Linked DNA regions of Mus musculus: regions 1, 2, 3, 4, 5 and 6 are each linked to region 7. The links are chromatin contacts, called in public ChIA-PET, Hi-C, HiChIP or PLAC-seq and promoter capture Hi-C maps. All regions are on one chromosome and are shown on one strand. The core of a region is the stretch at or near the end of the contact, and the rest is flanking DNA. Distances in the headings are between cores, read along the strand shown.

Evidence for each region. Promoter capture Hi-C pulls out the DNA fragments that hold promoters and counts their contacts. A called contact is a pair of places that touch in the nucleus more often than the background predicts. ChIA-PET counts read pairs in DNA pulled down with a chosen protein or histone mark. HiChIP or PLAC-seq counts read pairs in DNA pulled down with a chosen protein or histone mark.
Region 1: an HNF4G HiChIP or PLAC-seq map of pancreatic cancer cells shows a contact between it and region 7. The contact joins the promoter of Mcfd2 here to the promoter of Msh6 in region 7. A contact is called at or near these places in 1 of 39 promoter capture datasets (the 3T3-L1 cell line) and 3 of 115 datasets of contacts at active chromatin or transcription factors (the SCID.adh cell line, extraembryonic endoderm stem cells and pancreatic cancer cells).
Region 2: a promoter capture Hi-C map of 3T3-L1-derived adipocytes shows a contact between it and region 7, with 3 times the contacts expected there. The contact joins the enhancer-like site here to the promoter of Msh6 in region 7. A contact is called at or near these places in 6 of 39 promoter capture datasets (the 3T3-L1 cell line, 3T3-L1-derived adipocytes, the C10 cell line and 3 more), 6 of 115 datasets of contacts at active chromatin or transcription factors (the NIH/3T3 cell line, embryonic forebrain, extraembryonic endoderm stem cells and 3 more) and 1 of 9 other capture datasets (embryonic stem cells).
Region 3: an RNA polymerase II ChIA-PET map of memory CD8 T cells shows a contact between it and region 7, with 8 read pairs. The contact joins the promoter of Cript here to the promoter of Msh6 in region 7. A contact is called at or near these places in 1 of 39 promoter capture datasets (hippocampal neurons) and 1 of 115 datasets of contacts at active chromatin or transcription factors (memory CD8 T cells).
Region 4: a Hi-C map of regulatory T cells shows a contact between it and region 7, with 8 times the contacts expected there. The contact joins the promoter of Ttc7 here to the promoter of Msh6 in region 7. A contact is called at or near these places in 2 of 39 promoter capture datasets (hippocampal neurons and pre-B cells), 6 of 484 Hi-C or Micro-C datasets (CD4 T cells, the G1E-ER4 cell line, embryonic stem cells and 2 more) and 9 of 115 datasets of contacts at active chromatin or transcription factors (embryonic forebrain, embryonic midbrain, embryonic stem cells and 6 more).
Region 5: a promoter capture Hi-C map of pre-B cells shows a contact between it and region 7. The contact joins the promoter of Gtf2a1l here to the promoter of Msh6 in region 7. A contact is called at or near these places in 2 of 39 promoter capture datasets (liver and pre-B cells) and 2 of 115 datasets of contacts at active chromatin or transcription factors (bone marrow-derived macrophages and large pre-B cells).
Region 6: an H3K4me3 HiChIP or PLAC-seq map of pro-B cells shows a contact between it and region 7, with 5 times the contacts expected there. The contact joins the enhancer-like site here to the promoter of Msh6 in region 7. A contact is called at or near these places in 8 of 39 promoter capture datasets (the 3T3-L1 cell line, the C10 cell line, cranial neural crest and 4 more), 2 of 484 Hi-C or Micro-C datasets (double positive thymocytes and embryonic stem cells), 15 of 115 datasets of contacts at active chromatin or transcription factors (the SCID.adh cell line, T-cell acute lymphoblastic leukemia, astrocytes and 10 more) and 1 of 9 other capture datasets (liver).

The regions. Positions count from the first base shown.
Region 1 is chr17:87,263,418-87,267,252 of GRCm38.p6, forward strand. Mcfd2 (multiple coagulation factor deficiency 2) reads right to left here and starts at 2,530. Exons shown (of 4, transcript NM_139295.3): 1 at 2,418-2,530.
Region 2 is chr17:87,316,110-87,319,898 of GRCm38.p6, forward strand. The region is part of intron 5 of Ttc7 (tetratricopeptide repeat domain 7); the gene reads left to right. Among named protein-coding and RNA genes, the nearest start is that of Gm52284, 11 kb to the left of the region's middle. Within about 2 kb of position 1,277, at least 72 of the 459 cell types and tissues checked have an H3K27ac peak or open chromatin away from gene starts, as enhancers often do. A contact at or near this core is called in 3T3-L1-derived adipocytes, where this site is marked.
Region 3 is chr17:87,023,738-87,027,525 of GRCm38.p6, forward strand. Cript (cysteine-rich PDZ-binding protein) reads left to right here and starts at 1,824. Exons shown (of 5, transcript NM_019936.3): 1 at 1,824-1,938. The coding sequence starts at 1,923. It overlaps Pigf (phosphatidylinositol glycan anchor biosynthesis, class F), which reads right to left and starts at 1,664. Exons shown (of 6, transcript NM_008838.1): 1 at 1,561-1,664; 2 at 1-176. The coding sequence starts at 155.
Region 4 is chr17:87,281,441-87,285,133 of GRCm38.p6, forward strand. Ttc7 (tetratricopeptide repeat domain 7) reads left to right here and starts at 1,446. Exons shown (of 20, transcript NM_028639.3): 1 at 1,446-1,970. The coding sequence starts at 1,784. It overlaps 4833418N02Rik (RIKEN cDNA 4833418N02 gene), which reads right to left and starts at 1,374. Exons shown (of 5, transcript NR_015506.3): 1 at 734-1,374.
Region 5 is chr17:88,666,947-88,670,266 of GRCm38.p6, forward strand. Gtf2a1l (general transcription factor IIA, 1-like) reads left to right here and starts at 1,714. Exons shown (of 9, transcript NM_023630.2): 1 at 1,714-1,785. The coding sequence starts at 1,765.
Region 6 is chr17:88,579,470-88,583,180 of GRCm38.p6, forward strand. Ppp1r21 (protein phosphatase 1, regulatory subunit 21) reads left to right here. Exons shown (of 22, transcript NM_028658.4): 19 at 966-1,082; 20 at 2,946-3,044. Among named protein-coding and RNA genes, the nearest start is that of Gm31704, 44 kb to the right of the region's middle. Within about 2 kb of position 2,397, at least 76 of the 459 cell types and tissues checked have an H3K27ac peak or open chromatin away from gene starts, as enhancers often do. A contact at or near this core is called in double positive thymocytes, microglia, pre-B cells and 2 more, where this site is marked.
Region 7 is chr17:87,973,506-87,976,877 of GRCm38.p6, forward strand. Msh6 (mutS homolog 6) reads left to right here and starts at 1,545. Exons shown (of 10, transcript NM_010830.2): 1 at 1,545-1,900. The coding sequence starts at 1,644.

The DNA.
Region 1 (3,835 bases), core at 1,280-3,779, 710 kb before region 7:
CCTTGACCCAAGTGGTTAATAAGCACAGGAACTTTGAGTTCAGGTTAGCCTCTCTTCAGTATAAAAGCCAAGAACCTCTGAGCTTGCGTCGTCGGCAAGTTCCCAACATGAAAGCTCAAGAAATACCAGCTCCAGGAAGTCAGAAGGAATCCCACAAAGCACGGGGACGACAAGAGGCAGGGCCTGCCACTTGCCAGATTCAACTGTTCCCAGTCAAAAAGGACACATTGCATCATCCACACTCCAGTTACTTAGTTCAAGGCCATGGGCACAAGGCCTGGAAAGATAAGCCCCAAGGGTTCCCTGGCTCACTCACCTTCAGGAAACGGCAAAGGCCAAGCTAGAGAAAAACCCAACTAAGGGAGAGGCTGACAACTGACTTCCCTTTTCTAAAGACCCCCATGTACAGAGACTCTTCTTGATGGGCCTGGAGTCTTAGAAACTTGACTATCTTATGTTGACTACTTATATATTCTTGACTGAAAGGCTGTTGCTCATCCTTTGGAGAAGGTCATCTTCAACAGAATGAGCAACTCTGGGAGAGACACACACAGCAACGAAAGAGGAAAAGGATATTGCTAAGCTCAGCAGACCACCACCACTAACCCTGTCGGTATGATCAGTGGGGTATGATCGGCGGCGGCAAGCAGATCGTCTGGAAACCAGAGAGGGCTGTAGAAAACAATCAGGGCCTTAGCATGAGTCTGACAGGGCAATGCTGACCTGCCTCAGAGCCTTGACTCCAACAGGGCTCCTCTCACTGCTCCGGACGCCTCTGTTGCCACTGTGTCTGGTCATTCCTCCTAGGCCCGGTTCAGATGAGACGTAAAGACTCTTGTGGTTAACACCCCTTGCTTCCTTGTCTGTTTCTTCCTTCCTATCTTTCCTTCTCCTCTTTCCAAAGGTCAGGATCTGTGTTCTCTCATTTGTGAACTGAACAACGCTGAGCTGGCGTGGGACGTGGTCAGAATGGGGTGAGAAGAAACACAGTACTTAAGTCTCTATCTCAGAGGCCCTGGCCTAAGGCTGAGCTCTCCCTTTGCAGCACTCCTGCCCACCCTTCCTTCCCACTGGGCCATTATTCCTATCAGGGAGTGGGCTTTCCTCCTAGCAGCTGTTGGCAGCCTTCAGAGGCTCTTAGTTGGGAATTTACATTCAAAGCAATCACATTTGACAACACCCCAGACATCCTGTTACACGGAGCCAAGGCCAACTGACTAGTGCTTCCTAGTTGTAGTCATCTCCATGCTCTTGAAGTCCAAGTAACCAGCAAGTTTCTGGGTTACAGAAAGCCCCCACATGGGCTGAGGTTGAAAACTTGTCCTGAATAGGCTGGTGTTTAATAGTCTGGTCCATTTGTTCACTGGGGGATTCCAAAGGAATGCCATGCTACCCTTATAACTAACATTTAACTAAGAGCCTAGTTACATAGGGAGAGCAGAGCTGTGAAGGCTGTGAGAACAGTCAGACGCCTCTCGACAGCAAAACACAGGTCACTAAAGAGGCACTCCAGGGGTATCACACACACCCCCATCCACAGAAAGCATGAGAAGAAATATTTCAACCCAAAGCAAAGCACGCCCCTCCATATGGCAGTGAACACCTAAACATGACTTAAGTCCAATCCAGAATATTCAGATGAGGAGGGGCAGGTCTTGAGTAAAGTACAAAGACAGTGAGTGAGTCACAACAGGCATTGCAGGAAGGAAAGAAGAGCTTGGAAGGGCAATGAGAATCCACAGAAGGACCTGGGAATGGGGCAGGGTGGCTGAGCGTGTCTCTACCTCCCCTGTACTGGACACGTTGAGGAGGGTCAATCAATATTAAAGGAGCAGAAAAGAGAGCTGATTGCTAAGGCAAGGTGTCTGGAAAAGTGAGAGTTTTGAATAGGTTCAATGTATTTGATGAGTGTAGGTAAGAGTGACGCCCAGGCCTCTGGTTTGGGCATATGTGTGGATGGAGGTGCCATGTCCCAGAAAGGGAAAACGAGACAAACGAGCATCCCTTGTCTACCTAACCTCCTAGGCTCAAACTAGCCAACCCTGTCGAGACAACAGGACCTGTGGGTCTGCCCCGAGGAAGGTGGGGGAGCCAGAGGCAGATGGAGTAACGCCTGAGACCCGCGTGCTTCCAGGCCAGCCAGGGTCCGTGTCCAGCCCACACAGCTGGCCCTACAGCCTAGTACTGAGACTCCCAGCAATGGGGTGAGCGCAAACAACAGCGCGGTGCTCAGCCGGGCAGACACGTCTGGCCCCCGAAACCCTCTCGGAAGACAGGCTGCCTCCGTGGGCCACAGGTCCCGCTGCGCCCTGAAGGTCCGCATCCTCCACCCCGCCACCCGGGCCTCCCATTCTCGAGCCCCAGGCCGACCGACCTCTGCCCCGAGGGTCAGGCCTCCGGCCCGTGGGTTCGCTCACCCCGATAATCCCCGACGCAGTCGCGAAGCACTCCAACGTGAACCTTGCCAGCTGCCGTCCCTGGGACGCTTTTCTCCGCACGCCGGTCCCGCCCCTCGCCCAGCCGCGCACGCGCACAGCCTCCCGCCCGCCCACCAACGCTGCCGGCCCCGCCCCCTGTGCGACCCGATCCAGTGGATCCACGTGTCCCCTGTGGCTGGCGCGGCCAGACCCGCCTCCCGAGGGCGACACCCTACTGCTAGGGCCCTGGGGAGGCCAAGAGGCGAGCTGGTTGCTAGGCAAACCTGAGGCTCCGGAACGTGGCTCACCGTGGGTTGTGGGCTGCAGGATCCGGAGGAGGCGGACTCCGAAGCTGGCCAGCCTCACCTTCTCTATACTTTGACGGATATCCTTGCTTCCACTACAAACTGAGAGAGTAAAACCCCTAACTCCTGTCCCAGTGAGGCAGCCGGTACTTCTCGGGGATCCTGCGTTTCCAAGACTGACCTGCTTCCATTTTCTTTTTGCTCCATTCCCTGAGCCGCAGCCTCAAGATCCAGCTAGTAAAGTTCCTGAAATCGTCTGGTTTTGTTGTTTTCTTTGAGAGAAGACAATATATTTAAAAAAAAAAAAAAAAAAAAGGATCCTGCCCTTTGATATTAACAAAATTGTCTTTCAGTGAATGTGTATAGATACAGATAGATATATGAGCTTAGGACTGTACATTTTAAAATTCCTTCTCTCCTTTGTATCTTTGAAGATACATAATCGTATTTTTTTTAGATGCACCTACATCAAAGATGGAGAGAGATTATATCAAAGCCCACCCCCACCCCCTCTTCCTTGTAGCCTTGAAAATTGCCCAACAGCACCGTTTTTGTCTCTTTGTCCCACTTTCCAAGATTAAGATTTCAACATTATCCATAGGGAGAGAAAGCCTCTTTCAAGAGTCCCTAAGATATTGCATCTCATTCCATCTCATTCTGAAGGTTAGATTAATTTGGTCCAGTTCATTCTGGGTACCCTGTAGTTGACTGCATTGTACCTACGATCCTTTGTCCTGGGAGCTACAAATGCAGGCAGTTTATGAAGCTCAGTAAGTAGAGACTGGACCGAGGGTAGCCTGGAGCATTCTTCACCTCACACCTCCTAGACTTTTTGTTTTGTTGCTGATTTGGTGTTTTGATTTTTCGAGACAGGATCTCTCAGTGTAGCCCTGGCTGTTCTGGAACTTGCTCTGTAGACCGGGCTGCCCGCAGACTCAGATCCATCTGCTTCTGTCTCCCAAGTGCTGGGATTAAAGGTGTGTGCCACCACTGCCCTGCTCAGACTTTTTTCTAATAAGCACTTGCCACCAAGCCAGATACTCCACCTTCTCTGTGGATGCTAGCTTTTGTCATCTTTCTCTTTCTACTGGATCATTCTTACCTGCATAGATG
Region 2 (3,789 bases), core at 27-2,526, 660 kb before region 7:
TTTGGTTTTGAGGCCGGTGATTTGGGTCTGTGGTGAAAATGAGCATCTGGATAATGGTTGAACGTCACCCGACCTTGTCCTCCAGTGGCCTCACTATTCTGGGTACTTGACCAGAGATCCCTCATGGACGTGCCAGCCCTCAAATGGAGACGTCTAACTAGAGTTGTATGTAGTATCCTCTCGACGACCAATTCTTACTAATATATCATTTTATTTCAAATCATACTCTCACCATTAAGCACCTACTGTGTGCAAAACACTTGTTTTTGACGAGTTCCCAGGAAATGAGGTGAACAGCAGGAGGCAGACTACTTATCTGTGGCCGTGGGTGCGATAGTCAGTCAGTCCGATAGTCAGTCAGTCCCTCAGCCTCTCTCGTTTGCTTCATGATGACTGCCAATGACAAACAGTGCAGCTGACCAGGTACTGAGCGTGCAGAAGGCACTTTGTAAATGGCATAGCGAACAAACGGAGTGCCAGGAGCCCTGGAGCACAGATGGCCAGTAGAGGGAAGTGTGAGAGTTTGTGAGAAGACCGCCGTTGTCTTTCTCCAGGGACTCAGAGCTGAAAGTGCTGGGTGTCTGTCGGCCATTGGCCTTGGGCACGTGATGCCCAGAAAGACAGGCATTGTCCAGGCTTAAGTTTTCTATTAGAAGGGGTTGGGGTGCGAGTATTTTATTTAGTTACGTATATTTGCTGGTGTCAGGAGGAATTGCAGGTCCCCTACACACTTGGCAAGTGCTCTACCATGGAGCTGCAGCCTCTCCCACAATAGTAATTTCTTTTTTGAGAGAGAGAGAGAGAAAGAGAGAGAGAGAGAGAGAGAGAGAGAGAGAGAGAGAGAGGATTTCTGTAGCCCTGGCTGTCCTGGAATTCACTCTGTAGACCAGGCTGGCCTTGAACTCACGGATCTGCTTGTCCCTACCTCCCGAGTGCTGGGATTAGAGGTGTGAGCCACTATCACAAGCTCACACTAGTCATTTCTTCAGAGCATTATGGGTATCAGGAGTTCTGCTTGAACTGGGGTAATGAAGCCTTATGAGAAATTTTGAAGGCTGAAAACTGTCAAGGGCTTTGGAAAATGTGCTGCACTGCTGGCTGTGGGGGTAGGGGGACTGCTGTCCTACTACGTCCCACCTTCCTCCTGGAGTCCTATGCTAGCTGAGCTGCTAACACCCCCACCACCCGCCTCTTGGCCAGTTGGACCTGACCTTAGTTGCAATAACCGGCTTCCTGGCTTCTCCTCATGCAGCCCGTTTCTGGGCCAGGGTTTGTTTGAGGCTCTGTTTGGATACTGTTAAAAGTGGGCAGCTTGGCTCACAAAGGTCATCAGGAGAGACCAGAACAAAGAGATCTTTCAAGCTGGCTTCTCACTGGGCAGCCAGAAAGGGCCAGGGAAAACCCCAGCTCCACCCGGCACAGACAGCTGCAGGTTGGGCTAGGTTTGCTCAGGCTGTGGCTGTCTGAGCCGTTTGAGAATGCCCCCACCTAGACATTTCTTAGAGGGGCAAGCTGAGGCAAGGGGTATTCTTAGCACGGGAGAGCCAGGCAACCCAGGCAAGGATTCCAAATCTCCTGTGTGGCCCTGGCCACTGGAACCTCTTGTATGGATTGTTTCTTTAAAAGCGGTCGATATAAATTAGGATTTACTCAAAACATGCCTGAGGGCGATGATTTACTTAGCAAAAGAGTTCTCAGGAGCCTGTTCAGATGTCAAAATCTCTTACAGATCTGAAAATTATTTAAAAAGCTAGCAGACCTTTGGGATGTAGGGTTGTGTTTGAATGCAGCATTTCGTCCCCGTGTGTCCTGGGAGTGGTCAGTGCTTAGATGTCAGCCCCATGTGTCCTGGGAGTGGTCAGTGCCTAGATGTCAGCCCCGTGTGTCCTGGGAGTGGTCAGTGCCTAGATGTCAGCACCCCTTCCCCAGCGTCCGTCCGGGAGTGGCCTGTCTGCTGGTCCTGGCATGTGAAGCCTCTTTGGCAGTGACAGAGAGGACAGTCCCTCCTGTGGCTGGGGAAGAAGAGACATTAGGCACTGTTGGCTCCTGCCTCCTGGTAGCAGCCCGAGCCAGGCTGCCAAGGAAGAGGCTGCCAGGCCTCCCGTAGAGTGGAAAATCACCCACAGCCCCAGGAGTGGCCTGCCTCTTCAGAGCCACGGAGTTCTAGGCAGCCCCAGGGACCAGCCTGCCTCAGCCTGTGGACGCAGCGTCCACCCTCCTCCCTAACCCTCTCCCCACCTCATGTCCTTTTTTTCTTTCTCCTATAATCCACTGCATTCAGTTTGTATTTAATATATGCCCCTGGGTGTGGGACCATCCACTGGCATCCACTGGTCAAACCAGTAGCCACACCCTTAAAGAAAACCAACTCTCCCTTCTCCAGAAGAGAAGTTATCACCTGTCAATAACTCCTCAGTTAGGGATGGGGGTTCATGGGCATCTCCTCCATCCGTGCTAGAGTGTGGTCGGGCTTCATTTTGTTCATGCAACCACAGATGCTGTGAGATCACGAGTTACAGAAGTCCTGTCAATCTAGAAAATACTGCTTCGGTCTGGTCCTCTCTGGCCTCTGGCTCTTATGAATCTTTCTGTCTCCTCTTTGATAATGACTCTTGAGTTTTGATGAGGGGTGGGGGCATAGAACTTGCATTTCTTTTCTACATTTCTTTAGATTTATTTGTTTTTTACATGTATGAGTATTTTACTTGCATGTATGTATGACATATGTTTACCTATGGAGGTCAGAAGAGGGGGTCAGCCAGGCATGGTGGTACACGCCTTTAATCCCAGCACTTGGGAGGCAGAGGCAGGCGGATTTCTGAGTTCGAGGCCAGCCTGATCTACAGAGTGAGGTCCAGGATAGTCAGGACTACACAGAGAAACCCTGTCTCGAAGAAAAACAAACAAACAAACAAAAAACCAAAAAAAAAAAAAAAAAAAAAAAAAAGAAAGAAAGAAAGAAAGAAAGAAAGAAAGAAAGAAAGAAAGAAAGAAAAGGGGGTCAGGTTGTGAGCCACCTGTGGGTGCTGGAAACTGAACCTGGGTTCTGTGTAAGAACAGTAGGTGTTCTTAACCATTGAGCCATCTTCCCAGCCCCTGGGTTCTGTGTAACAGCAGTAGGTGTTCTTAACCATTGAGCCACCTTCCCAGCCCCTGAACTTTCATGTCTAACAAGTCCTTGAGACTTGTTAGACTGTTGGTCCAAGAACTGACAGTTCTTTGAAAAGCTCAGGTCTGAGGCCTCATTTCCTACCGTGTAGACAGAGGGCCTTTAGTAATAAGCATATCGGAATTAAGTGGCACACACACTAGCTTGTAAAAATTACTTCTCTGCTTAAAAATACTTCTGTGCTTAATATATTTTGAGACACAAAAACAAAAACCACCAACAAACCCATGATTTCAAGTATTTGTTTTTAAATTAGAGTGAGATATCTACTAAATAAAAAAAGGAAGATAGCCAGGCATGGTGGCACACGCCTTTAGTCCCAGCACTCGGGAGGCAGAGGCAGGCAGATTTCTGAGTTCAAGGCCAGCCTGGTCTACAGAGTGAGCTCCAGGACAGTCAGGGCTATACAGAGAAACCCTGTCTCGAAAAACAAAACAAAACAAAACAGAACAAAAGAAGGAAGATATAGATATACCCAAAAGTATTACCTAAACAATAATACTTGGGATGGACTAGTAGTAACATCTGAGAATGTAGCATGCCAACAGGAATCTGCAGACACTGGGCTGAGCATAAGCCTGTATTTTGCAGATGAGAGCATGGCCACAGAGGTAAGCTTG
Region 3 (3,788 bases), core at 574-3,073, 950 kb before region 7:
GTCACAGAAGCAGAGCAGATACACAGCCAGGTCAAATGAGCTTCCAATACTGAGAAGTTGTCCACGAAGAAGGACGGAATGAAAATGCTTAGGAAAATTGAAAATACGCACAAAAGATTGGTATACAGAAGTCTCTTGATGTCAGTATCTTTCATGATGTTTTCTTGGGTAGCTATCTAGTAGAAAACAAATTAAGAAAAACATGTAATGATTTTTTTTCCATTGTCCCAAGCACTTCAATACTCTAAATATAAACCATGTATTAATAATTTTCTATGGGCAACATATTTGTTTCAAAACACAGAACAAGCATATGCAGATTTTAATTGTTACTTTAGATTTCTCTAATATGGTATACATTATCTTTCAGAGCCTCAAAAAGAAAATTCCTGTAAAAATTTAAATATTTGTGACTGGTTTCTACAAAGGGGACATGTGCCAGACACCAGCAACTAATTTTACTTTTTTGGCGAAAATCACTGCAGTTCCCAAATGACAGCCAAGTATACACTTAGATATGCAAATGGTGGAGGACCATCTTAAGATGGTCATTATGCTACACTAAGGGCTCACACTGTCTGTACAGATGTTAAATAATGGTAATAGCAGAACGCGAGTGGGAGGAGAAACAATAGTTTCCAGTCTCTAAATACATATATTTGACCTAGAGAACAGTTTCTATGTTATACTGACTAAAGTTAATTAAGAACTTAAAAGTAACACATGTTACAATGTAGTAAAAATCGGGCCCAAAAAGTAACATCCACACCGCAGGGTGAGGAACTAGCAGGAAAGGTAAAAGCGCAAGTCTGGGCATGGTGCTATTAGCCCTCATTTCATTCACACTTATCGTTTTCAAAAGCAAATGATACTGATTAAGAAAACTGGATGAACAAGTTAGCAGATACGGCCAAGGTTACACACGCACAAGCCATTTCAAGCATCGCCTCTTTAAACAAGAAGAAATCCTCCAGGGTCGGGACAAGAACGCATAGCCGTGAAAAGACTTGGGGAAAGTTTCTCAGATTCTCCCTTCCACTGCGGGGTCAGGCAGGAAGCGCGATCAGAAATCCATCCTAGGCCACCGGCAAACACCCATCTAACACGGCGAGCGCGAGCGGTACCCAAACGCAAAGGTGACACCGGCGAGCGAGTCCCCGACCCAGGACACCACACCTGGGAAGCCGCCCTCGGGACTCGCGATCCCGTGAGAACGGGGTCGGAAGGCTTGGCTGCTCCCGAGCCCTCCTCCTGAGCAGCCTTTGCTCAGGTGCGGACCGCAGCTCCACCCCACCCAGGTGGCTCCGTCCCAGCCTCGGACGGCGCAGTGTGGGCAACTGGAGGTCGCCATCATAGAGAGAGCCCGTGCGGCCGACCCGGTGACCTGAGGTCGGAGTCCCCTGAGAGACTGTGATAGACGCCGGCATCTCAGAGGGTCGGTAGCGCAGGGCATCCTCTGGTCCGCCGGAAGCGTGGCGCCCTGGAAGTCACCGCAGCGGTCGGCGGTGCGACCTGCACCCGCCCCGGGCGAGTGTGAGAAGCAACCCGCCACCGGCTTACCTAACTCTCCCGCCCGCCGAAGGGAAGGGGGACACCACCGCCTCCCACCCTCAGGTGCTACAGGCTGGCATGGCCCCTGGCGCAGGCGCAGACCAGAAAGCGAGGGGGCGGGGGGAACTCACAAGCGCACAGCCAATCGTTGACGAGAAGGGGCGGGATAATGAGAGCAGCCCCGCCCATCAGCTCGCGTTTATCCCTCCCGCGACTTTCTAGGTACGGGATAGGCCGGAGCGGGAGGGCTGAGAGTCCGGAAGCGGGCTGACGTAGCCGGAAGAGGAAGTCGTCTCCGCTGGGGCGTTGTTGTGTTTGGGTTGCTGCTCCTGCTTTGCCGGCTGAGGGCACAGGGACACCCCCATGTAAGGATGGTGTGTGAAAAGTGTAAGTTCAGGGGCTGCTTCTGGGGGAGGTGGAGGGCTGAGAAGTTCTCTCGGGATTTCTCTGGTTTTCCCCTGCTGGTCTGTGGCGTAACCGGTGTCTTCCTACCCTGCCCCTCGGCCCTTCTTGCCTGTCCCGTAAGCATAGCCTTCCGCTCTGTGTTGAGAATGGCTTCAGTTCTGCGCCTCTTGTGTTTGTTTCTGTTGTCGTCCTCGCGCCCCTTCTGGGTCTCCTCCGTTACAACTTCTTGATTGGCTCTCGGAGGCTTAAATCGGATCTTCACGATCTTTCTGGTAGCATCAAGAGTTGACAGATGTCACAAGTATAAGTTCCAGGCTCTCGGTTACATCTTAAGATTATAAGCAATGGTTAATTTCCAGTATTATTAATATGTCCCGAATAATGTTTAAATCTTGACTTTCTGCTTTTCCTTACTACAAAACATGCCGCATTTAATACAGATTTTATTTATTTATTTATTTATTTTTGGTTTTTCGAGACAGGGTTTCTCTGTGTAGCCCTGGCTGTCCTGGAACTCACTCTGTAAACCAGGCTGGCCTCGAACTCAGAAATCCGCCTGCCTCTGCCTCCCCAGTGCTGGGATTAAAGGCGTGCACCACCACCGCCCGGCTAGATTTTATTTTAAAAATTACTTCAGTGGCTATCTGAAATTAAGTTAAATTGGATATTTTGAGCCATCCCGTCAATTCATTAATACTCACAGCTTTGGGTCAGGTGAAGGAGAGAGTCTCATCACCACCAAAGAAATCTTTAAGTAGTCACCCCTGGCTTTTAGAAAGGTCTTTTTAACCCTTTTAGTTACCATTCAGTAATTCCAATGAAACCCTTAAGATTTGTTGTAAATATTTAATTTTTTTTTTTTTGGTAGCTGCAAAAGCTGATGATTCGTTTAAAAACAACTTTCTTCTCTTGATCTCTTTCATGGGCTAGACAGCCTTCTCTGACAAGATTCAACCCACATCTCAGTTACTGGCGGATATACAGGACCCATTTTGTTCATAGCCCCTCAGTATGTAGAACTCTGGACACAGACACCCCTCCAGAGCTGTGCCATTCTTAAACGGTTTTTTATTCTTTTCGAAAGTGGGATAAATGGTTAATTAAATGTGGCTTAAATGTATTTAGATTGTGAAGCCGTCCTTTGTGCTGTGCCCTGAAAGGTCATTTCCTCTGCTCTTCTGAGAAATCTAAGGTCTTATTATCTGTAGCCTCTCAGTCTGTCTGCTCATTGCATGCACCCCGTAAGTAAACTGAGGTACTTGCATACAGAAGCTGTAATGTCAGCAGCCGCCTCAGTTCAGTCTTCCCTTGTATCACACATTATTCGAGAAAGTTACTTTTCTCCAATTTTTTAGAGTTACCTCTTAGAACTTGGCACGTACGTGTTCTCCAGTTGTGCATTTACTGAGTTCCAGGGAGTTTGGTTTCAGTGTGCTTTCTTTTCCTTGTTCTGTTAGGTGTTTGAGGACTGTTTGGCCTCAGCTGGCACATCCATACCACTGAGCATCCAGTGCTCTTCTCCACCCTGAACAGTGCCCTACTTAAACAGTACTAAGTAACTGTCCATTTGGAGCATATAAATACAATATATTTATCATTTTAAATTGCTTTGTTTTCATCAGAACCTTGCATGGTGCTTTGTACAGACTAGGTGATTAGAGAATGTGAGAGAGAGGAATGAATAAGTTTGTCAGAACTGCTTAAAGTATAATCAGTTAAAGCCTGTTACTAGAGCATCGTTTTGTCCTGTAAGTTTTATTTAGAACCAGTATCTGTTGCCCACTGTTACTATCTTAAGTTTTCATTCATTGGTTTCTACCCTGGCATTAGTA
Region 4 (3,693 bases), core at 196-2,695, 690 kb before region 7:
GAGTCAAACAGACAAGAGCTAATGCTCTCTGCAGCCAGTCCTCCAGTATTTGCAACCGTGGTTGACAAAAGAATGGGAAGAAAAGATGGGGTTTCTTTGTTTCTATCAGTCTACCCTTCCCCTTTCTGTCAATCCTGCTGTTCCCTCTGGCCCCAGGGGTATCTCCCACTAACACTCTGACTAGGTAAATTGAAAACGCATTCTCAGGATACCCAAGTCAGTCTTTCACTCTTTCTGCCTTCCCCAACCCTCTCCCCACCCCATCCCCCTGCCCCACCGCCTCCGTGAAACCTAGTTCTGCAGAACCTCAGGTTCTGCACACAGGGGCAGGGAATCTTGCCTTCCAGGGAGGAAGGGGGCTTCATTTCGATCACACGGAGGAGCTGAAGTTTTGATAGGGACCGGCCCTGGTAATGGGCGTCAGGAGCCTGTGCTCTGATAGACCCGAAAACCTTAGTTCTGTACTGAAACTTGAAGCTGTAAATTTCCCGGCAGCAAGGGGCAGGGAGTGGAAGGACCTCCCGGAGAAGTAGAAAGCGGTCAGTTTCGAACTACTGAAAAGCTTGCCTGAAATCATTCTCGAACGTTTTCGGAATGGACCTCACAACAAGTGACTTAAGTACAGGCCCTGGGGATTTTTTTTTCAGTGTTGGCTGTGGTTTTAGCTACATCCTCAATTCCCAGGCAGGATTGACAGCTCCAGTTTCACCGAGGGTGGGGTCACGATACTTGCCTTCTAGCCAGGGTAGTCCTGGCTCCGCCCTCCAAGCCCCGCCCAGAGTCCTTTGAACTTCTGGGCACCGCTGGCCTTAGAGCGGAGCAGAGCGGAGTCGGGCGCTCCCTGGAGTTCTGATCAGCCTTTAGACACCAAAATAAAGTAGCAGCAAGTGGAAAATCAGCTGAGATCCTCTTTTAGAACCCAGAGTAGGCATTCCGATGGAAAGAGGAGTCCGGCAGTTAAAACAAACATAAACCCTCTCCGAGTTGGGGACATCCGAAGAGCTTAGGGACTTGCCCCGGCCGGTCTATCCGCAGCCCTGCGGGCGGGCGCGTTGCATCCGACCCGGATCCGCCAAGAGCCCGGGACCAGGACTGTCCTGTCGGCCGCTCCTCGGATTTGTGACGTGCCTCAGGCTGTGGCGGTGACGGGGCCACCACACAAAGCCGGGCGGTCCGGGCGGAGGACCCCAGGCCAAGAGTCCTGACGGGATGGGGAGGGAACGGGGAGCGAGGCGCCCCCGGGCTCCCGGGCTCCCCGCAGCATTAAAGTGAGCACCCAGTCAGCGGCGGGGAGCCGGCGGAGGGCGGCCCGAGATCGCCGTGTGCGCGCTTGGCTTCTGTGGCCTCGCTGGCGGTCGGCTCGCCTAGCCCGGCGGGGGATAGCCACGCCCACTTTGGGGTGGAGCCGCGGCCCGGGGAGGTTCCGCTGTTGGAGACGCCCGGGCACGGGGCGGGAGCTGTGGCAGCAGCTGCTGCACAGGAGGAGACAGCAGCGTCAGGAGCTGCTGCAGCAGCGGCGGAGGCTGCTTCTGGACGCCTTGGGGTCGCGCAGCCGCAGCCCCAGTCCAGAGGCTCCAGGCGGTGCGGTGGGCGCTGCCGCCGCCGCTGCTGCTGCTGCTGCTGCGGGCCCCTTGCCGTTACCCGGGCCCCCTCTGCCACCCGGGCCCCGGATGCCGTCTGCACTCCCGTCAAGCCTGCTGGAGAGTGCTCCCCAGCCTGGACGCCGCCCCCGGCCTGGTCTCCACTCCTCCGCCGCACCTCCCATGACAGCTCCTGCTCGAAGATGGCTGCGAAGGGCGCGCACGGCACCCACCTGAAGGTGGAGAGCGAGGTGGAGCGCTGCCGCGCCGAGGGCCAGTGGGACCGCATGTTCGAGCTGGCCCGGCATCTGCAGATGCTGGGCATTTCCGGCGGCGGCAGTAGCAACCGGCGAAACAGCCCGAGCGGCAGGTTCACCACTCTGGACACCGGTGAGTGAGGGAAGGGCAGATTCGCCCGGAGCGAGCGCGCGAAAAGCACCGCCTCGTCCAGGAAGCGCGACTCAACCGACCCGTCCCGGAGCCGGCGCTGGGTGCTACCCTCCGGCTTGCCGAGGCAGTTAGGAAAGTCGTCTGTCCCAAGAGAAAAATCGCTTTGCAGATTGGGTGTTTGAAGAGAAGAGAGAGAAAGAGAAAAGTTTGTGCTCTCTGCCTTTTAAGGTCACGTGGGTAACCCTACCCTGAAATGGAGGTTTCTGTAGGTATCAGAGAAGTGCATTCATTAGACCGGACCGTTGCCTCCCTAAACTGTCGAAACTCCCTCATGTTAAATTTGTTCCTCTGTGTCTTCTCTTATTTTCCCCTCAAATAAAGTTGAGACCAAGCTCTGTCCACAGCAGACTTAGACCGATGCGTTTGGTCAGAGAAGAGGCCGGCGAACCTCAGTTTCTTCGCCAGTGGCGGACACTGGCCCCATCCAGTCCTGGCAGCCTGTGGCTTTTGCAGCAGGGCTGGTTTAGTTGGGCTGGGCTCTTGTGCTGGGGCGGGAAAGCACCCTGATGGGGTAGAGGGAGAACCCCGCCCAGTCTTCAGACCCAGATCCTGTTTCGGGTGTCTTGCTCTCTGCGGTGGGAGAGGTTCAGAGCCCGCCGCGTGTGCACACCCACCTTTTCCGAAGTGGGCAGAGAATAAGTCCGACTATAAAGAGTTTTCCAAAACCACCCAGCCCGGGACACCTCTGTGGGAGCGATGGGGTGATTATAACCCTGATCCAATATAGTGCTTACTGTGTGCCACACCAACCTCGGGACTTTAGCCGTCACTCCTCCCAGCGACTCCTGTTTCCTGGATTTGCTGTATTTATAGGTAAATAGCTTCATCAATCAGCCAGTAAGTTGTGAAATCTGAACCCAGGATTCTGAGTACACCTTTTCGTTTGTCCTGTGTTCTCTCAAAGATGAGTACCCTTGCAGAGCAACTAGAGTGGATAGGAGGCAGGATGGTAGACAGTTATGGCTTAGATTGTAGAGCTCAGAGGAAAGGCAGCAGGCTTCAGAGTTGCAGCGGACCCTACAATAGAAGGGCAAGGTATTTCCCAGCATCCTGCATGCAGGAATCCCAGGAGGTCTGAGCATGGCAGGGGGAAGTGGTCAGTTTCTCCCTGTTCCAGGAAATGTATGGGAATCCTCTGGGCTGGTGCACGCGGGACACACTCAGGTGTTGGTACCTGGTACCTTGTGTGGGAATATGAGTGAGGTTGGTCCCACAGAGCAAGGTGCTGGGCCCCAGACAGGAAGCAGAGCCTCCTTTCGTCCCGTGGGCCTGCTTTTCCTACACTCTTCTTCAGAGCCCTCCCAGGAAGGCTCATCAGTATCCCAGGAGAACAAAGTTTAGGGAGCCAAAAAGGTGAGGAAGGATTCCAAGATGGACTTTAAAGTCAGAGTGCAGTCCTGCTGGACATAGTATCACGTGTCTGCAGTTCTGTCACACAGGAGCCAAAGGCAGAGGGCGGTTTTGAGTTTGAGGCCAGTCTGGGCTGTGTATGTATTGTAATTTTTTGACAACACAACTGACCAGTAAAAACAGATGGCCTCCCCTGCTCAGCTCTGTGGGTGATTTTTCTCTCATTGTTAAATTTAGATACACAATCCCAACCTACACAACATACACATATGTGCACATTCCCGCGCGCACACACACACACAAGAGGAAGGAA
Region 5 (3,320 bases), core at 464-2,963, 690 kb after region 7:
ATGGGTACCAAGGTCCAAATTTAAATTTAAAAATACACATCATCTACTCTGTCGCTTTGAGAAAGGTATAATGTATAATGAAGTACAGCAAATGGCTTGCTGTCACAGAATGGTAGATTGTTACCCATTCTGTGCATTTAGGATTATAATTTTGAAACCCTGCAAAGAGAAAGATGGAAAACAAGAACCTTTTCAGCTTTCTTATTTCCCGGCTTGAATAATTTAATTGGATTTTATAATATCAGAAGGAATCAATGCTTGCTTTTAGCTTTTCTATTTTGGGTGATGGTAAGTCACTTTGAATATTTGAGGTAGTAAGTTGTCACGTAGAGAGATATAACCATTAAAAATCACCACACATAATGGCTTTTTGTAAAGAAATTCCCAGTAGTTTTTAATTTAGGAAAAGTCTTCAAAATGACACCAAATGAATCAGCAGCTAGAAGCTTACACCTGGTCCAGGCAAGCAATTCAAAGTGGGCAATCACACACAGCTCTATTGCACTTACACACACAAATAAGCAAGCAGTCAACTCTAAACCCTAATGGGATTTTAAATCATCACATAACCATCTGTTAGGTCGAGATCTATCTTCAGATTAGAAAGGCTGCTTGAAGGCAGAGTGGTGGAAGTAGATGACTTTCCCCTTTGAACTAGTGGGGACGTGTGAGCTTAAATCTATCTTCAGCTTTAGCTAGTTAAGTTCCTTCAAGCCCAAGAGAGCAGAGACAGGAAGAGGAAGGGAGGGAGAGAGAGAGACCGACAGAGAGAGAGAGAGAGAGAGAGAGAGAGAGAGAGAGAGAGAGAGAGAGAGAGAGAGAGAGAGAGAGGAGAGAGAGAGAGAGAGATTGATTATAGGGCAAAGATGGCAACTTCTGCCTGAGGACTGGGGAGCCCACTTGGTTTAAAAGGTAGTTCTCTGTCTTCAGGCTGCAGTTTTAATCATATGCTCTGGGGAGAGACTTAGGCACCAAACCTTTAAAAGGAAAGAACCCTTCAGGTAAATTTAATGTGGCCCCACTCTTGAATGTGTTTTAGGGCAGTGAATCTCATTTTAATGCCCATCAGAACTATCTGGAGACCATTTGAAGTCGCCGTATGCTGTGCCCCCAGTTGTCAGTCCCTGATTTGGTAGAGATGTTTACGTTTATGAACCCTTACTTGTTTGTATTAATCTCTTTTACACGCATTGATGCATGGATTGTCTGTGTGCCCACTCGCACAGCTGTTCCTACGGAGAACAGAGGACAGCTTCTAGAGCCCCCACTCTCTTCTAGCACACGGGTCAGACTTGGCAGCGAGCGTCTTTGTGGCTTTCATCTGTATTTTTAACACTTTTCCAGGTGAAGTTGCTTTTGCTTTTGCTCACACTTCAACCACTAGTTACAGAAGAATTTGGCTCTTGTCACACTTTTTATACGGCAGCATAGAGCGCAGTTGTGAGTGATATTTAGTGAGGCATGGTAAAAACAGGAATAACATCTTCTGCCCTCTTTCTTCTTCCCTTCATCCTTCAAAGATGAGGTTGCCCCATCGACCTGACACTGCACAACCTCCCTTAGCTAAAGTTGGTTGTACGCCTTACCACACCCGTGCCACGCCCAAACTTTATTTCTCCAACCCCTAACCTTTCTTGCCCGGTCCTACTCAGCTCCGCCCCCAGCGGCCTCGCGGTTGCGCAGCAACGAGGACCCACGGTTCAAAAGCGAGCCTGGCGGCTCTCTGCCACGCAGGCGCAAACGGTTAGGCACAGAGCGGCTGGCATGGCCTTCATCAACCTGGTGGTAAGGAGGCGGGCAGGCTTTGCCGACACCCTCCAGACTTTGATAGGCACCCCCTTTTCACCATGGGGTACAGGAAATAGAAGACAGCCACGTGGGGCTCTGATTCCATTTGAAAAAGTGTGCGTTCCACTCCAACTGAGGTCACCCAGGTTTCAGGGCACCTAGACATCGTGTAGAGGCAGGGTTCCCTCAATCAGGATGATTTCCTCTGTGTTTAAGAAATTCCTAGGTTCTCTCTCTCTCTCTCTCTCTCTCTCTCTCTCTCTCTCTCTCTCTCCTCCCTCCCTCCCTCCCCCTTTTCCCTGCTCCCTCCTCTTTTTTTTTTTTTTTTTTTTTTTTTTGACAAGGTCATGTAAAGGAACCCTAGGCTGGCTTCAGACTCCGGATCCTCAGTCTTTAAAGAGCAGCCTCCAGCTCTAATCCTAGTTATTGGAACATAGGTGGCTCATGCTGTTCGAGACAGGGTTTCTCTGTGTAGCCCTGGCTGTCCTGGAACTCACTTTGTAGACCAGGCTGGCCTCGAACTCAGAAATTCGCCTGCCTCTGCCTCCCAAGTGCTGGGATTAAAGACGTGCGCGCCACCACCGCGATTACTTCCTAACCCGGAATGAGAGGTGATGTGATTTGGATTGTCGCCTCATGATCTTGCCTTTCCTTGCCCTTTAACATCTTAATGCTTAAATAGGAAATGCTCTAACGCTGCCCTAAGGACAGCTAAACCCCACAGTGAGAATTCACAGGCAAAACGGCACTTGTTAGATCCATCAAATTAAAAATCCCAAGTTGAAGGCAAAAACCACTATCAACAGATGCCCATTTCCAGAAGGACAATGGGCAGCCAAGATAGGTTTGTGTCTGTAAAAGTCTGTGTATACAGCATAAAAGGTTCCGTTTTTAGAGACATGCTCATGTATGTTCATTTTATGTTTTAAGAACTGTAAAGTATGGATGCCTGGATATAAGCTTTCCACGAATACCAGTTTGCCTGATTGTTATTGCCAATGAGATTTTCTTCTTCTTCTTTTTTTTTTTTTTGGAGATACCGGTAAGGTGGAGGTCCAGACTATATATAGTTTTAATAAAGATAACATAGAGAAAGCAATATAAAGTTTAACGGCGGTCCTACAAGAGAGACATGTTCAATACTTACTACGCTTTTGAAAAATTGTATTTTATTGGCTTCTTTTGGACTGCTGCTGTTAGACTCCAAGGGCAGGTCTTAAAAGATGTTTTTATCCCTAGGGGTTTTCCCTGCAGCTCTTAAGTGTGATCTTATAGCTGGGATTAAAACAGAAGCCTCAGTTTAGAAGCCTTTCTCAGGGTAGACGGAGAAGCAGCAGCTCATCTGGGGGCACTTAGTCTTAATGGGTAAGCCTGTGAACAACATTTAAATGTTACTGATTGGCCTATTCATAGACTTACCCTGGGTCTTTAGAAGGATTAGTTTAAATTGTGCTGCTCCTGGAGTGAGAGTATTTTTTGTGGGAAGCATGAAAAGAGCAGCCCGAGAAAGCCTCAGTTTTCATTTGGTCTGA
Region 6 (3,711 bases), core at 1,147-3,646, 610 kb after region 7:
ATGTAGAAGGGCTGTGAGTGAACACAGCCCAGCACTATTCACTTAGATGTTTATTGCAGCAGTGTTCAGAGGATCAGGTCACGCAGTCAATCTAGGTGCCCGTCAGCAGAGAAATGGCAAAGAAAATGTGCTGTGTATACACAGGGGAATTTCATGAAGCCATAAACAATGATATTGCAAGAAAATGGATATAACTAGAGATTATCATGTAAAGTAGATAAGGTCAGGCTCAGAAAAATAAATGTTATATTTTCTCCATTTGTGGGTCCTAGATTATATAAAGATATAGAAAACCATATCTGTGACTATAGAAAGAATGATAGAACTAATGGGAGAAGGGGAAAAAAGGAGAAGATGGGGAGTTGGGGCACAGGCAAAATGTATAATATACGAACTGAAACCCAGTGCTATATATATAATGATTATATGCTAATAAAAAACAGAGTGTTTCCAATAAATACCACCCCCCCCCAGTTCTGTGCCCTCTTCCCGTTAAAGAGGACATATTTGTCAGAAACATGGAGATTTTGAAAGTTAGGTTTGTAGCTGCTAAAAGCTGGTCAGAACTGTGTGTGGTGCCTCATGTCTGTCATGAAGGAAGATTGTGAATTTGCATTTAGCCCTGGATGCTCAGCGACCTTCAAACTTAAAAACAAGCAAACACCTCAAAGACCATGAATGAATGAATGAGCAGATGAGTGAAAAATGTGGTGCCTGGAAAGGCATGACCCACGGGGCTTCCCTATGTCACCACAGTGCTGCTTGCTGCCTTCTGGGGAGCACTAAGACACAGACCCGCAGGTGCTGGCTAAGGAAATCTGGTCTGTTTTCCTGCCATGACTGACGTTTGGGAACTGTGTGGGTCCTGTGAGGTTCCAGGAAAGAGGGCGGAGCCGTGGTCCTTGTGTCCTTTGCCAGAATTGCCCTGCTCACTGGCATCTCTGGTGCGTTCGTGTTCTGTTTAGGCTCCGGATGTTGAGTCCCGTGAAGACCTAATTAAGAGTCACTACATGGCCAGGATAGCGGAGCTCACATCTCAGCTGCAGCTGGCTGACAGTAAGTCAGTGCACTTCTACGCCGAGGTGAGTGGACACGGTGAGACTGCCACTTCTCCCTGACCCTGCTAGAGTCAGACCACTGTGCTGTTCTCTTATCTGATGGAAGAGAGCCACCGTCCCCTGCACTTTCTGTCTATGTCTTTCTATGTCTGGATTGTTTGTAGCTCATGGTGATTAGTCTGAGCCGCTCCAGAATGTTCATTTCATCAAGTGTACAGCTTCCTGTGTCATGTCCAAGTTCCTGCCAGAGAGAGGATGGAGTTATGGCAGCCTTTCCATGGCCCCATGCTGCGGGTTTTGTAGGATTAGTAGAGCTTACTTGTCTTAGTGGTAGAGGACATGCACAGATACGGGGATTTTACAAGCACAAGGTGATAAGCTGGATGTACCTGATACGTTTTGTCTTTAGGTTTGCTTGCTCTGTATGTGTGTGAGTGTCACAGCACAAGTAGATGGGAGAAAACAGCTTACACAAGTTGGCTCTCTTCCACTATGTGGGTTCCAGGGACCAAACTGCAGGTTCCTTGTATGTGTGTGTGTGTGTGTGTGTGTGTTTATGAGTGTGTGTGTGTGGTGGAGAGGAAGTGAATGAGATAAGTATTATTAAATACTTATCTTAATCATTATTAAGTATTATTAAATAAAGAAGATAGAAGGTTGGGTGGGTGCATGCAGGGTCTTTAAGCCTTTGACACTTTATAGTAAGAATGAATCACAGATGGCAGGCAGAGAATTACACTACCTAAGTTGTTAAAGCAAAAAGGGAGGGGTGGCACACTAGCTTTATCTAGGCTTGTGTTGAACACCGCAGGAATGAAGAGGTTAATAGCCAGTCAGTTTGCTAAAGGTAGAGAAGGACTTTGAGTTTTTCTTGTTAAAATAAGACTGTGTCTAGTCCAATGTTTAGGAAGCTGCCGCACCCACCTTTGATGGGTTGGTCATGTGTGGCTGCTTGTTACAGTGTAGAGAGTTGGGGGCCTGGCTGACAGTGGACTGCTATTTCTTGAGCCATACCCGCAGCTGATGCCATCATTTCTGGTTCCCTGCCTGCTCTCTGGGTTGGTGTCCCAGCTGTGACTGTCATCTTCCTGGGGCCTGTGTCTTGCATGTTCTCTCTCTCTTGGGAGTTCATTGCTGAGCACAGAGGGAAGTGGTTAGACTGATTGTACAAACTGTCCTGAGAGTCTCTCGAGAACAAATAATAACTAGGGGATTTTAGGCTGTCTGGTTTTCATGAGATCTGCCTACTTGAGTAAATGTTTTCAGCACGACTATGGTACAAGAGGTTTTAGATTGCCCTAGTTCGTTCTCATCTATAAACAGGAAGTACTGCCACCCTGTACGAGAACAGACAGCTGGTGTCCACCCAGCATTCACACGTGTCTCTCTCTGCACATCCTCCTTGTTGAACAATAGTGTGAAATCAAGTTTTCTCTTCTTCCTTTCACCTGCTCTGCCTTGCACCATCTGGGTTTAGTAAAACTCCTAGAAAAACCACCTGCCTCCCCAGGTGGGCGTGTGAGGCTACTGGGTGGGTTATAAGGATGTTTTGGTTCTGGGATTGAGACCTTTAGTGAAGAACTTAGAAGCCAAGTCTGCCATGCTTGTCGGCCTGTGGCCACTTTTGAGATAACTACAGTCCTTTATCCTCACTAGTACAAATAGGTTCTGTGAAAATGGAGAGTGTTCTTATGTGCTTGTAACCATTGGCCATTAGACTGCTGAGCTGGACCACCTCTGAAGGTGCAGATGCCTGGGGGCTGTGCAGAGGTATTCAGCAGAGAGTTTTGGGATGAGTAAATGAGGGAATGAATGAGCGACCTTTGGCTTTGGTGAGTATAACCTGCTACCTTTCCAAGGATAAGATTTGGTGTTTTGATTGTACAGTGCCGTGCGCTCTCTAAGAGACTAGCCCTGGCGGAGAAGTCGAAGGAGACACTGACAGAGGAGATGAGGCTAGCCAGTCAGAACATCAGCAGGCTTCAGGTGAGCTCCTTCATGTGACCTCAGCACATTAGTGGTTTTCACTGACAGTGAAGCCAGCCTTCTGTGGGAACCAGTGATGTCTGGTCTTGACACATGCTCCACACCACTTTATTTCTCAGTCACCTTAGAGTCACAGTTGCTCATATCAGACAGAGACTGGCCGTCTTACTTGTATCTGACTTGAAGCTAGTTTTAAATCCTTCCACAGTCTGCATTTGCTATTTGTTTCCCCTTTCTTGTGAGCACTCAGGATTGGCTGGAGGATTGGGCTATACATAGTATTCTGTCTTGTTTCAGAACTGACCTAAATAAACCTGAGTGGGGCTATAAAACATATGTATTTAATTTAATATATAATTAAATAAATACATAAGTAGATAAATCAGATTGCAGTTTCAAACCGTGCCTTTCAGGAAACCCCTGTTGAGCTGGACTGCTGGCCTCTTTCATCTTGTTAAAACAAGAGTGTGGGGCCACATTTTCTGTGTTCTCCACCGTCGGTATTTAGCAGAGAGTTTTGGAATGAATGAATGAGTGAATGAATGAGTGCCCTTTGGCTTTGGTGACTATAACCTGCTAATCTTGATATCAACAAGAGGTAGGCATGGGAAAACCCTGGAACACAGCAACCTGTTCTCAAGTAGTTAAGATTACTGCAGTTTATTCA
Region 7 (3,372 bases), core at 295-2,794:
GCCCACCCCAAGCCTATGGAGCCTGAGTATAGAGGTCAGAGGATAATTTGCAGCAATCCTTCACAGTGTGATTCTAGTGATAGAATTCAGGTCTCTAGCTGGACTCCAAAGCACCTTTACAGGCTGAGCTGGTTTTGTCCAACAAAGCAAATCTTTTTACCCTTTTACCAAAGTGAAGGTATTGCTAGCCAGAGCTAAGTCCATTCTTACTTAGAGCTGAATTAAGTCTCCCAATTTCTCTCTCTCTCCTTCTTGATTTAGTTGTTTTTTTTGTTTTGGTTTTTTTTTTTTTTTTTTTTTTTTGTGACAGGGTTTCTCCGTGTAACAAACCCTGGCAAGTCTTGTAACTGTAGCCAGGGTTGTCCTTGACCTCAGAGATCCACCTGCTTCTGCCTGGAACAATGGGGTTAAAGGCACACACCTTCGCGCTCAGCTCCAATTTCTTGAATTTGAATAGGAGCTCCAATTTTCGAAAACGCCCTGTAATCAACCTGGCAGGAAGACATTCTGAGGAGAAACACTTGGCTCCCTTTGGCTATCAGGCAATTGAAATAATGGACTCCAAAGAATTGGAATTTCTCCAGGAATTTTTTGGTGGGAAGGGGTAAGACAAAGCTTCGAGTTAGTGTAGAGGAAGAACTTGGTTTCTGGAAAGAGATTTCTCAAGTATCTGAAGCTCGTTGAATCCCCATGTAGGACAGTCTGGAGCAGAGATTATGGTGGGTCAGACCACCTCTTACAAGACCATTCTGGTTCCCGTCGCCCGGTTTAAACCAAAACTTCACGTCAGTACCCCCAAAGATGAACTTCCGGGGGGGGGGGGCTGAACTTTATCTTCCTAATGTGGCCCTTTGAAAAAAAAATCTGTTTTTTTGCTATTTTCTCTATTATTCGACTACTGAGGATGAGTGGGAGTTTAGCTCGTTAGGGTTGCTAGGGCCCAAGCGTTGACGCTCAACATTACCTTAGCAATCTCAGTTTCTAAAATATAAAAAATTCTGCACACTTATGCTAAAGGGCTCAGATAAGACTGGACCTTAACTGCCCATCTCATATAGTAAGGCGTAAACTAGTTGAGGCAGTGACGGGCCAAGGAAAGTTTTGTGGGTAGCTGGTTTTGTGGATAGCTGTTCTTGCACTTGGCATTCACAAGTGCCGCTCTGTACAATGCTCTGCGAACGCACCGTACGTGGCAGACAGCAACAACCAATTTCTCAGCTCCTTTCAGTCCAACCGCAGGACCGCCCGCAGGGCCAGGTGTTTCCGCAGCGAGCTCGACGCGGCTTCTCGCAGGGTGCACCCCGCCGTTCCAGCAACCGCGCAAGCCACTTCCGTCTTCTTGGTGCATACTTGCCCGGGTAGCCACCGCGAGCTCCACTGCTTTGCAAAGGCTCAGTCTCAAGGCCCGCCAACCCGAGCTTGGGGGCTGGGCCCGCCCCGCCCCGCCCATCTACGCCAGGGCACGTCGCGGGCGGGGCCCCGCCCACCGCGCAGGCCGACACGCCTTCGGATTGGCCGCTGGGCTACGGATGCTCGGGTAGGACGCGCCTCCTCCCGACTTTCCCGCCAGCGGCGGCCGCGCGGTGGATGCGATCCTTGTAGGCGCTCGGAGCCGTGGCCCGGTCTGCCCGTCAGCCTTCATCATGTCCCGACAAAGCACCTTGTACAGCTTCTTCCCCAAGTCCCCGGCACTCGGCGACACCAAGAAGGCCGCGGCCGAGGCCTCACGCCAAGGTGCCGCTGCCTCTGGAGCCTCCGCTTCCCGCGGCGGGGATGCGGCCTGGAGCGAGGCTGAACCCGGGTCCCGGTCCGCGGCGGTATCCGCCTCGTCGCCGGAGGCAAAGGATCTCAACGGAGGGCTGCGGAGGGCCTCCTCCTCCGCGCAGGCCGTGCCTCCCAGGTAGCCGGCTCGGTCGGGGCTGCGGCGGCGCGCGGGTCTCCCGGAAGGAGGGGGAGGCTGCTCCGTGCCAGGCGGCGGGAGGAGGGGCGGCCTGCCGGCCCGGGAGAAGCGGGGCCGGTGCCCGGGACTCTCGGGGGACGCTGCGAGCAAGCGAGCGCACTCCCACTGTGGGGGTGGGGAGGCTCGGGAGGCTCGGGGACGGAGACACCCTCCCCCAAAGTGGCCGGAGCGGGAACGGTGGGTGTCCTGCTGCGATCCGCGGCCTGAGGGGGCGGGGCGGATCGGATCGGGCAGGGAGCTCCTCCGGGTGGCGAGCCTACGGTGGGAGGAAACTCGGGTTGCAGGTGGAAGTTTGTAGATAGTGAAAGCGGCGCTCCGGCTTGGGACGACAGTTTTTTTTAACCCACCTTTTCACAGGAGGGAAGAGTGCGGGAGATTTTTCGCAGTTAGTGGGTCTTCGGAGTATTGGGCAAGCCCTGGGCAAGAAGGTTTACTGGGGGAAACTTGCCTGGAGTTGTACTCGCACTTTGTAAATTTGGCTGTCGTTTGTAGGAACGACTAGAGACATTTATTTTATCTATTTATTTTCATTTTTTTTCGAGACAGAGTTTCTCTGTGTAGCCCTGGCTGTCCTGGAACTCAGACATCCACCTGCCTCTGCTGGGATTAAGAAGTGTGCAGCGACTTATTTAAAATGTAAAGAGTTCTTTCTGGAGTCCAGTACTCTGGAGTTTCAGCTTGGGCACCAGGAAGAGCTGGCGTATGCTCCTGGGGCAGAGAAAATGATTTTGGATCTCTAATTTCTTTCCTTCCCTTTGGCTATAAAGGACACAGTTCAGACACAGGTAAACACAGAGGTGTATTTTGCCTCCGTGTATGTATGTGTGCCCATGTGCATGCACGCTGCCTGAGAGAGGCCAGAGGAGGACCTCAGCCTCTGTAGTTAGAGATATTGTGAGCTACTGGGTGGGTGCAGGGAATCAAACCTGGTTCCTATGGAAGAATGCCAGTGCTCTTAACTGCTGAGCAGCTCTCCAGCCCCATTATTTCTATATTTTTTAAAATTACCTGTTAGTGTGTATATGTGTGTATGCATGCTATAGTAGGTTGTGGAAATCAGAGGACAACTTAAGAGTTGGTTCTTCCACCAACCGTCCTGTGGATAAAACTCAGGCCATCCTTTGCGTTATCGCCTAGGCCATATCTTCACTGGTATTTTTTTTTAGACAGGGTTTTGTAGCCCTGGATGTCCTGGAATGCACTCTGTAGATCACCTGTCTCTGGTTCCCAAGTACTGGGATTAAAGGTGTGCGCCACCACGCCTGGATACCCCGACTTATTTATTTTCTTTCTTTCTTTCTTTCTTTCTTTCTTTCTTTCTTTCTTTCTTTCTATCTTTCTTTCTTTCTTTCTTTCATGTGTGTGAGTACACTGTTGCGGTCTTCAAACACATCAGAAGAGGGTATCAGATC